3 separate regions of the Mus musculus genome follow, and all the other regions are linked to region 2. The links are chromatin contacts, called in public Hi-C maps. All regions are on one chromosome and are shown on one strand. Each heading gives the region's core, a stretch centred on a gene start, on an enhancer-like site or on the middle of the called end of the contact. The rest is flanking DNA. Distances are from core to core; before and after follow the strand shown. Region 1 overlaps 1700012I11Rik (RIKEN cDNA 1700012I11 gene). Region 2 overlaps Tg (thyroglobulin). Region 3 overlaps St3gal1 (ST3 beta-galactoside alpha-2,3-sialyltransferase 1).

The links. Hi-C and Micro-C count contacts between places; a contact is called where the count stands out from the background.
Region 1: a Hi-C map of Th1 cells shows a contact between it and region 2, with 3 times the contacts expected there. The contact joins two enhancer-like sites. A contact is called at or near these places in 1 of 484 Hi-C or Micro-C datasets (Th1 cells) and 1 of 115 datasets of contacts at active chromatin or transcription factors (memory CD8 T cells).
Region 3: a Hi-C map of B cells shows a contact between it and region 2, with 2.9 times the contacts expected there. The contact joins two enhancer-like sites. A contact is called at or near these places in 1 of 484 Hi-C or Micro-C datasets (B cells), 3 of 115 datasets of contacts at active chromatin or transcription factors (effector CD8 T cells, memory CD8 T cells and pancreatic cancer cells) and 1 of 9 other capture datasets (liver).

The regions. Positions count from the first base shown.
Region 1 is chr15:67,288,655-67,291,354 of GRCm38.p6, forward strand. The region is part of intron 5 of 1700012I11Rik (RIKEN cDNA 1700012I11 gene); the gene reads left to right. Among named protein-coding and RNA genes, the nearest start is that of 1700012I11Rik, 63 kb to the left of the region's middle. Within about 2 kb of position 1,352, at least 77 of the 459 cell types and tissues checked have an H3K27ac peak or open chromatin away from gene starts, as enhancers often do. A contact at or near this core is called in Th1 cells, where this site is marked.
Region 2 is chr15:66,797,361-66,800,060 of GRCm38.p6, forward strand. The region is part of intron 41 of Tg (thyroglobulin); the gene reads left to right. The region is part of intron 3 of Sla (src-like adaptor); the gene reads right to left. Among named protein-coding and RNA genes, the nearest start is that of Sla, 33 kb to the right of the region's middle. Within about 2 kb of position 1,346, at least 33 of the 459 cell types and tissues checked have an H3K27ac peak or open chromatin away from gene starts, as enhancers often do. A contact at or near this core is called in B cells and Th1 cells, where this site is marked.
Region 3 is chr15:67,144,721-67,147,420 of GRCm38.p6, forward strand. All of the region lies in intron 2 of St3gal1 (ST3 beta-galactoside alpha-2,3-sialyltransferase 1), which reads right to left. Among named protein-coding and RNA genes, the nearest start is that of Gm31400, 24 kb to the right of the region's middle. Within about 2 kb of position 1,256, at least 158 of the 459 cell types and tissues checked have an H3K27ac peak or open chromatin away from gene starts, as enhancers often do. A contact at or near this core is called in B cells, where this site is marked.

The DNA.
Region 1 (2,700 bases), core at 102-2,601, 490 kb after region 2:
GGACTTTGAAGAGGCTTTGGACACAGTTCTTTCCTCCAGGAAGGAAATGTAACTGATGAAACTACTATGACCTCAATGTTGTTGGGGCAAAGTAGTGTGTAGAAAGATAAGCATTAAGATTGGGGCCAAGCTGAAGATAAAGGAACTTAAGTAGGTGATGTCTCTGGAGGACAGTGGAGGTCAGGGCCCCTGCACTGGGTTTGAGGACAGTTCATGATGCTTCTGGGATCTAAGCAATTCAGGTAGGTAGAGTGTAGAGGGCACTAGGACACAGAAGGGGTACTGAGAGTATAAGGGGAGTAGACATGATATAAAGGGCCTGTGGCTACATAGTAGCACTCTTTCAGGACAGAGGGGAACCTTTAGTGGGTGTTAAGTAACTCACCCTTTTCTCAGATGAGTTTGGATACATAGAGAGTGAACTGCTAGACATCAGGAGAAATGAGATTCCAGGAGTGTGGGACCACCAACCGTGTGGGCACAGTGATGAGAAGCCTACCTCTTCTACTTTGCTTGCCACCAAAAAGCTGGATCCTAGCCCACCTGTACTCCCAAGGCTCTGGGTAGTCTTCTTAGATGGGTGTTCACCCTCTTTTTTCCTGGAGGAAGCTACCACTGTACTTGTCTGTGGAGCTTCTGACCCACACAGTGATTTCTGTGACATGATATCTGGAGCTTGTGACATGATATAGGAGTTCTCTGTGTGTTTGCTCTAAGACTGGAAGCAAAGGGCAGATACAGTCCTTGACCTGCCAAGTATTAGATGTTAAATACCTGTGGTGCCTGTACCTGCAGGATGCCCCACAATGCTGGTATGCCAGGGCATCGCAAGGACTCTGTCTCTGATTTTCCTTGGGTCTAGGCAGAATCTCCAATAGGATCTTGAACTATGGAATAAGTGGATAATATATGAAAAAACAAAAAAGAAAAATAAGGGGGATGTCTCTCTCTGAGTCTGTTAGTCTCCTTGACTCCCATTTCTAATCTTTCTCCATGGCTTTTGTCTGCTCCATTAACTCTTCTCCTGGTATGCCATGTGTGGTTGTTCAGACTCTACATGGTATAAGATCTACCAGCTGCAAAAGGACCACCAGTCAGTCAGTAACTGATATGAGAATATAAACATTTGTAGAGATGTGAGTCTCACCACTGGGCCCCAGCGCATTAAGGGAGAAGGCTTTTGATACAGAGCCAGGGACATACTCTAACCACAGATGTGCTCTGAGCTTCTCTTGAGGCCCCTGTGCTTACTACTTGCTGGTCTTTTATGCAAAAATCTCACTCCTGTCTAACACTGATGAGGCTCGGTGGGTGTAGAGCTTCCTGTCAGTTGCACGGTTTTCTGATGGGCAGGAAACTCAAGCTTGACACAGGAACTGTATGAGAGGCAACAACCCAGACTGCATGAAAGCCCTCAGCTTTTGGCAGACAGAACCTCAAGCGAGGTTGCACACCAGGAAGGAAAGACAGCAACCAAGTCTGAAAATCTCTGTAACAAATAGAACTGAAAGTGACATTTGGGAAGCTCTTCCCCAGTTGGCCCTGCCTCTCACCTTACCTTCATGCTTACATACAGCGACTTGGGGTCCAGATGACACAGCATACATTTGACAGTCACTGACTGCAGAACAGAAGACTATAAGAGCTTCATGATGGAAGGAGAAAAAAGATGGAGAGAGAAAACTTGCCAGCTGAGGTTTTGTTCCTGTGCAAGAAGCTCACTCCATGCATCCTCTAGGACTTGACTACCAGCAGCCACAGGAAGGAGGACTCATTACTGCCTCATCCTCAAAGACCTGTGATTCTATCCTTAAGACCAATTGAAGACAGGACACCTGCCCTGCTCTCCTAATCAGTGAACTGCAAGCTTGCTTTGCAAGTGACTGCTCCTGGCTGGCACTTTGAAGTCTTCTGAGAGCATGCAGCAAAAACATCCTGGAGTTAGCTAGGATTCAGTACTGCTGTGGGCTTGCTTCTTAGATGAAAGGCTGACAAAATCTGTCAGAGATAGGAGAAGGTGTTTGCCAACTATTTTTCCAGTGTCCCTAGGGTGTTCTCATCAAGAAAGTAGTGGGAGATGCTTCAACACTGTCCCTAGGGTGTCATCAGCAGGAAGTCAATAGGAGATGCTTCAACACTATCCCCAGGGTATCTGCATCAAGGAGGAGGTGGGAGATGCTTAAACTCTGTCCCCAGAGTGTGAGAACTGACTTGAGCTGAAGAGTGTGTGTGTGTGTGTGTGTGTGTGTGTGTGTGTGTGTGTGCACACGTGTGCGTGCACGTGTATGTGTTTTCCATAACTAAGACTCGAAGGGCCCCAGAAGAGTGAAGCTAAGTCCAGGGACAGATGTGACTCTAGGATCTACTGATAGAAGATATGAGTCAGACAACCCAGGTGCTCCTCACTCCCTGATGAAGCTCCTCCCCACTGTACAAGTGATTCACTCCTGTGTTTACTTCGGGTAGCCAGAGATCAGTTTGCTCACTTTTTCACTCTGCCCAGGCTTAAACCATCATTGTGTAATGTTGTAAACTTTAAGAAAGGGCAACTGTAGGATATGTTTCTCAGATATCTAATGAAACCTTGTGTCTTAGTTGGAGTGTTATTGCTGTGAAGAGACACCATGGCCAAGGCAGCTCTTATAAAGGAAAACACTTAATTGGGGCTGACTTACAGTTTCAGAGGTTTTGTCCATTATC
Region 2 (2,700 bases), core at 96-2,595:
ATCTCTACAGGGAAATAAATATCTGAGGTGGGATTACAGGTTTTCTTCTCAGAGACATCTTCAAGCCTTCTCAGAGCCATGGGTTTATAAAAAATTGCATGTGTGGTTTTTTTATTTATTTAAAAAGAGACTAAACTTTTTGACAAACTGTATGGCAGACATTTTGACAAACGTTTAAGCTACCTGTTTAGGCAGACTTATACATGTAGCATGTAATGTGGAAGCAAAATGAGAGGATGGTACAAACCCATTAGGACTTTACCTTGTATACAAAGTAGAATTTCATTCCTTTTTCAGAAATCTAAACATTTAGATACTGCCATATAATGAACGAGGCAGGAAAGAGGCTAAGGAAGGAGGGCCATGGTCAGTAATGAGAGTCACAGAGTACATCTGTGCTGGCCATGAGGAACTCAGAGCATTTGAAATCAGCTGGGCTGACCCACACACCACCACTTTAGAGATCTGTGATTTGAAGCAAGGCTTCTTTTAACTAACTAGAGCTTGGCTCATTCACATATTAAAACAGAATATATCAAAATCTGCCTTGTGGTGGATTATGTGGACTTCATGACTCAAAGGAACATTCCCACAGAGGATAAGCACACTCTTTCCCAATCAAGACCAGCTCCAGCTGGACCATCTCAGTGTTACTGACACAAAGGAGAGGCAATGTGAGGCTTTCTTACTACCTTTGGCCCATCTAAATACAAACTCCACTTGGTAAGAGGAGAAAAGGAAAATCCAAATATTTGCTGATACCTGGGGAATGAGTAGGGATGGAGAAGTGAATATACAAATGTATCATGTAAGGACAGGAACCCAGACAGAGGTTACTGGCCACATGTTACCTAGCTCGAAGAGCAGGCCTTTGTGGCCTGTTTTTTCTTTAGCATGCCACAGCCACTTCATTTCTAAAGTTAGCACCTGCTCAGTAGCCCCATTGGTGTCTGTAGTAGAAACTGTACCCATCCCTTCTTTCTCATATTCTCCCCAGCCCTGTGGGTCACCCATTCTTACTTGGGGGATAGAATGAGCAAAGCTGGAGAGTTGATGGCATGTCCACAGAACAGCATGAGACTACAGGCCTATGGTCACTTCATTTAGCTCTTTTTGCACCTTGGGTCTAGGCTCTCCTCAATCAACAATCCATCCCCCACAGATAAAGACCAGATAGATCCAAGTGAGCATTCAGAGCTCATGCAGGCAACACCTGTGGCTAGTGGGTGCAGGGCTAAATGGCTGCATTATTTCAACTTCTGCTTTCATCCTGTTTTGACTCATATCCAAACACATTGCCTCTGAAAGGTCACCTTTAGGCCTGACTTTCAGTAAGTTTATCAGTAAGCAAAGCAGCACATATGAACATAGCCAACCAGATGGAGCTGCAGGCTGGCTTGGAGGAAGGCCTACGAAGTTCTGCTGATGCATGGAAGCCAGGTCTGTGGGTCCTACCATCTACAGGTATGGATTTGATAGGTTACCTACTTGTATTTTATATTCTTTAAGGGTAAAATGACTCAGAAGTCAAATATCCTTCCACTTAAAGCCACCCCATGCTCCAGGAATGGGTTAGTGATATAGAAATGAGGACCTAAGCTAAGATCTGACTGGTACTTCATTTATAAGTTCTTGCAATGGCCCAAGAGTTTTTGTGTCATTGAATCTGTTAACTGGGCATAATTCCTTACTCCTGGCATATCCTCTCTCTGAGCACAGTCTACCCTGGGATTATGATGGAGTTCTTTTGTTTTTGTTTTTGTTTTTTAAAGACAGGGGAGGACTCTGACCACTACACTCAGTTAATCTGCTTGTTTCTCCTCTCACATCCCTGATGAGCTGGAGGACATTAGGCATGGCCTATGACATGCCCTCAGTTTCCTCGACTGCAAATTGAAGAGTGTGATAGTGATAATGTGGTTGGACTATTATAAAAATTAGGAGCTGCTTTGAAGGAATTTTCACGTGAGATGCTATTCTTATGTGATATGCATATGTATATCCAATGGCTCACATCATATGCATAAAGCTCTTAGAGCCATGTGTGGCACACCTCAGGCACCAAGCCACACTACAATTATCACTGTCATAAAAATGAGAACTGAGGAGACACCATGATGACCTGGCTAGTCAGCTCGTGATTGTCTTAGATATGAAAGCACAACTAGCACTGGCCTGGGATCTGCTAGCTTTAGGGGCGTAAGACCTTCCAGGGCCTGGTTGGAAACACAGCTCGCTGATATCCACCTTCCACCCGCCATCACAGTTCTGCTGGGCCTTCAGATTTACTTGTTTCCTTCCTCTCCTTACCTTGCTCAGTCCTGTTTTTCACGGGTATCAACTCTGCAAGGGCATGTTGACTGGGTGTGATTTGATTTGTACCTGGGCACAGTGGCATGGGTTCTGAGCACAGCTGGTTTGCATGGTCAATTCAGACATGAGGTGTCACTGTAGGTCACAGTAATGCAGATGGAAGAAACCAATCGGCAGGAGTGGGGGAGGGGACTATTACAGCAGAGTAACTAGGTTGTCTTTATTGGGTGGAAATGTGTTTCCCCAACATCCTGGGAGGCCCCCGGTTTTTAATTAATTCTGTGCTGTATGCATGTGGCCCTCCCTGAGGAGGTGTCTGAAGTTTGTGTGGACTGGAAAATTCACTATTTGCAATTCTGTGAGAAAGTTCCTGGGGTTGCCAGTTCC
Region 3 (2,700 bases), core at 6-2,505, 350 kb after region 2:
GTCTCATGGGTAGAGACACTTGCACCTTGGTTCAGCTCACACTCTGGGCATTCAGGCAGAGAGTCCTGAGGGAAAATGTTCCTAGCTGAGACTCCGTGGGCTCTGGGCTGGACCTGGGGTTTCCTGAGTTGATTTCTAGGTATCCTGGTGCTGCAGAAACAGCAGCACAATGCAGGAGACAAACTCACAGCTGTCACCAGCCTAAAGAGGGACTTCAGGAAATCAGAGGAGAGCAGGTGGCTCTTAGCAGCTGGTCACTCATGTGTACCCCACCTTTGCAATTACATTCTGTACATTTTGTACCTCGGAACATACTGGTGGTTCTGTCCCCCTGTGTCTCTCAATCTGGGTACAGAGGCAGGAGGAACTGGTTACTAAATACTCTAAGTCTCAGAAATAAGAAGCAAGTGAATTGCTGGAGTGACCAGTGGGGTTTGTTTAAAATGGCTTTAGTATGTGCACAGGACATTTAATGTATTTATAAATGCATATGATACACATAACACAATGGTAAAATGCAGTGCATATGACCCAGTGCTTTTGTGGACATACATATATGCATCACATGAATGAAGTAAGTACATGCACATCTATGCATGCATACAAGGTGAATATGTGTATAGAAATACATGCACACATGCATGTTCTGTAGCCTTTCTGATCTACTTGCCCCTTGGAGTTTTATTCTATTAACTTGTTAACTCTTAAAATCATCCTTCATGTAGGTCTTGTTATGTCAGTTTATAGAAAAAGGAAGTGAGGCATAGGAAAAACTTCAGCAGCTGGGTGTGTACATTGCAGCTGGGTGAGGAATTTCCCCGAAGATGCCTTTCCTGCCACATGCAAACCCATCCCTGGGGCACTCTCTCTCTCTCTCTGTGTGTGTGTGTGTGTGTGTGTGTGTGTGTGTGTGTATGACCCTCCCTTCCCTGGCTCATTCTCACATCTAAGTCATGGGTAGCTGATGAAGTGTGGCTTATGCTAGGAAGTTCTTCTGGACTTCAGGACATTTAGAAGAGCCAAAGCTATTTGGATTCCACCAGATGCTGGAATCTTGGAAGCCCCTGAATTCAAAAGGGATGTGGGCATTCCACCTCTCATGGCCCATAGGCATTCTCAATTTCTTGGAGCCCTGAAGTACCACCACCAGGTACAAATGACCCGCAGGCTCGGCAGACATTTGGAGCAAGCACCCACGAGCCACGCTTGTTGCAATAATCCTGTAGATTATCAACAACCCAAGATGACCCGAAGTGGGTCACAGTCCAGTGTAGCTCATTAACTGCTAGCAAACATCCTGTCCCACCCACATGCTAGCCCCTGAGGAATGCAAGATTGGAGAACAGGTTCTCGTTCTATCAGAAACAAACTCCCTTGACTCCATGCCCTGCCTCTTCTTTGTTTGACATCTCCTTGCTCCTGTTCCTCCATGACCTGGATACTGAGCCCCGAAGAAAAAAGATCCACTTGCCTGTTACACGATCTCACAGTGCTGTGGGATCTTCTTGGGTTTTTCTTCCCTGTCCCTCTCCCAGCCTCTTGTGATCATCTTCCAGCTTCTGTTCCCAATCTTCCTGGCTTCCTTCCCCAGCAAGGTCACAATTGCAAACAGGTGGGAGAAATTCTGAAAGCAGTTCCACTGGTCCTGGGAATGCATCCCCGGGACATAGTACAAACGAAGGAAAATGCTCACAACATCACAGGGCTGGTAACAGTAACCAGCGTGATCATATGTATTGATGTGCATGACACACAAGTACGCAGCAATAGAGGGATGGAAACTTCCAAGTTCTACTGTTGTTTGCTAGAATATTACACAACCACCATGCAGTGCAATGATTTTTCAAGGTGATTCCAGGAACACTTTTAGAGTGACTCTCCTTGACTCAAGCATAGGATTGAAGGGGGATGGGGAGAGACAGAGTCTGACCCGTAGAGGCCCTATTGAGTACACTGCCCATCTGCAGAGACTGCTAAGTGCAGGAGGGTGATTCTGTTCTAAAGGACAAAAAGCAAAAGCAAGTTTGCGTCACCAGCCTTAACTTAAAGGTCCTTTTCCTGCTTTTTTTCCCGATCGCCATTACTCTCAGCACAGAGGGTAATTTCAGTGCTTAGAAAAAGTGTTTACACAAAAACCATTGAGCAACATAGTGACGTGTCTTCCCCGAACAGCCTCTTGGACGAGCTGTGGGATGTAACACAAAGGCTTGCCAAATGGATCTCAGGCAGGCTGGCTCTGTTACCCTCCCCTTCCCCTTCCTCCTCCTCACCCAGCCATTGATTTCAGAAAGGGCTGAAAACTATTTGGGTGTGCTTGCTTAGTAAAGTGGAAGCATGTAGGAATGTAAGTAGTAGCTATTTGGGCCAGTATCGAGAAAGAGGAAAAGTTCCCAAAGTCAAAACACCTCAAGGCCACAGATAGAGGATCTTTGGTTTCCATTGGCTTAAAACTAGATCTGAGGTGGTGTCCAGGGTGGCAGGGACCTGAGGAGGCTGAAGAGGAAAGACAGATTCCCAGGAGTCCTGCCTGACCCCCACCCACTCAGCTAGCTGCACTCTGAGTTTTGTGTTTATTGATGGAGCCGGTGGGCCAGCCTGTGATTCTGAGAGCAGTGGGGAACAGCCTGGCATTGGAGTACATTTTCTAGTGCATTGGGAATGCCTAGACTTGCCTGGTCCATCACCTTCCTTGGTGCTGGA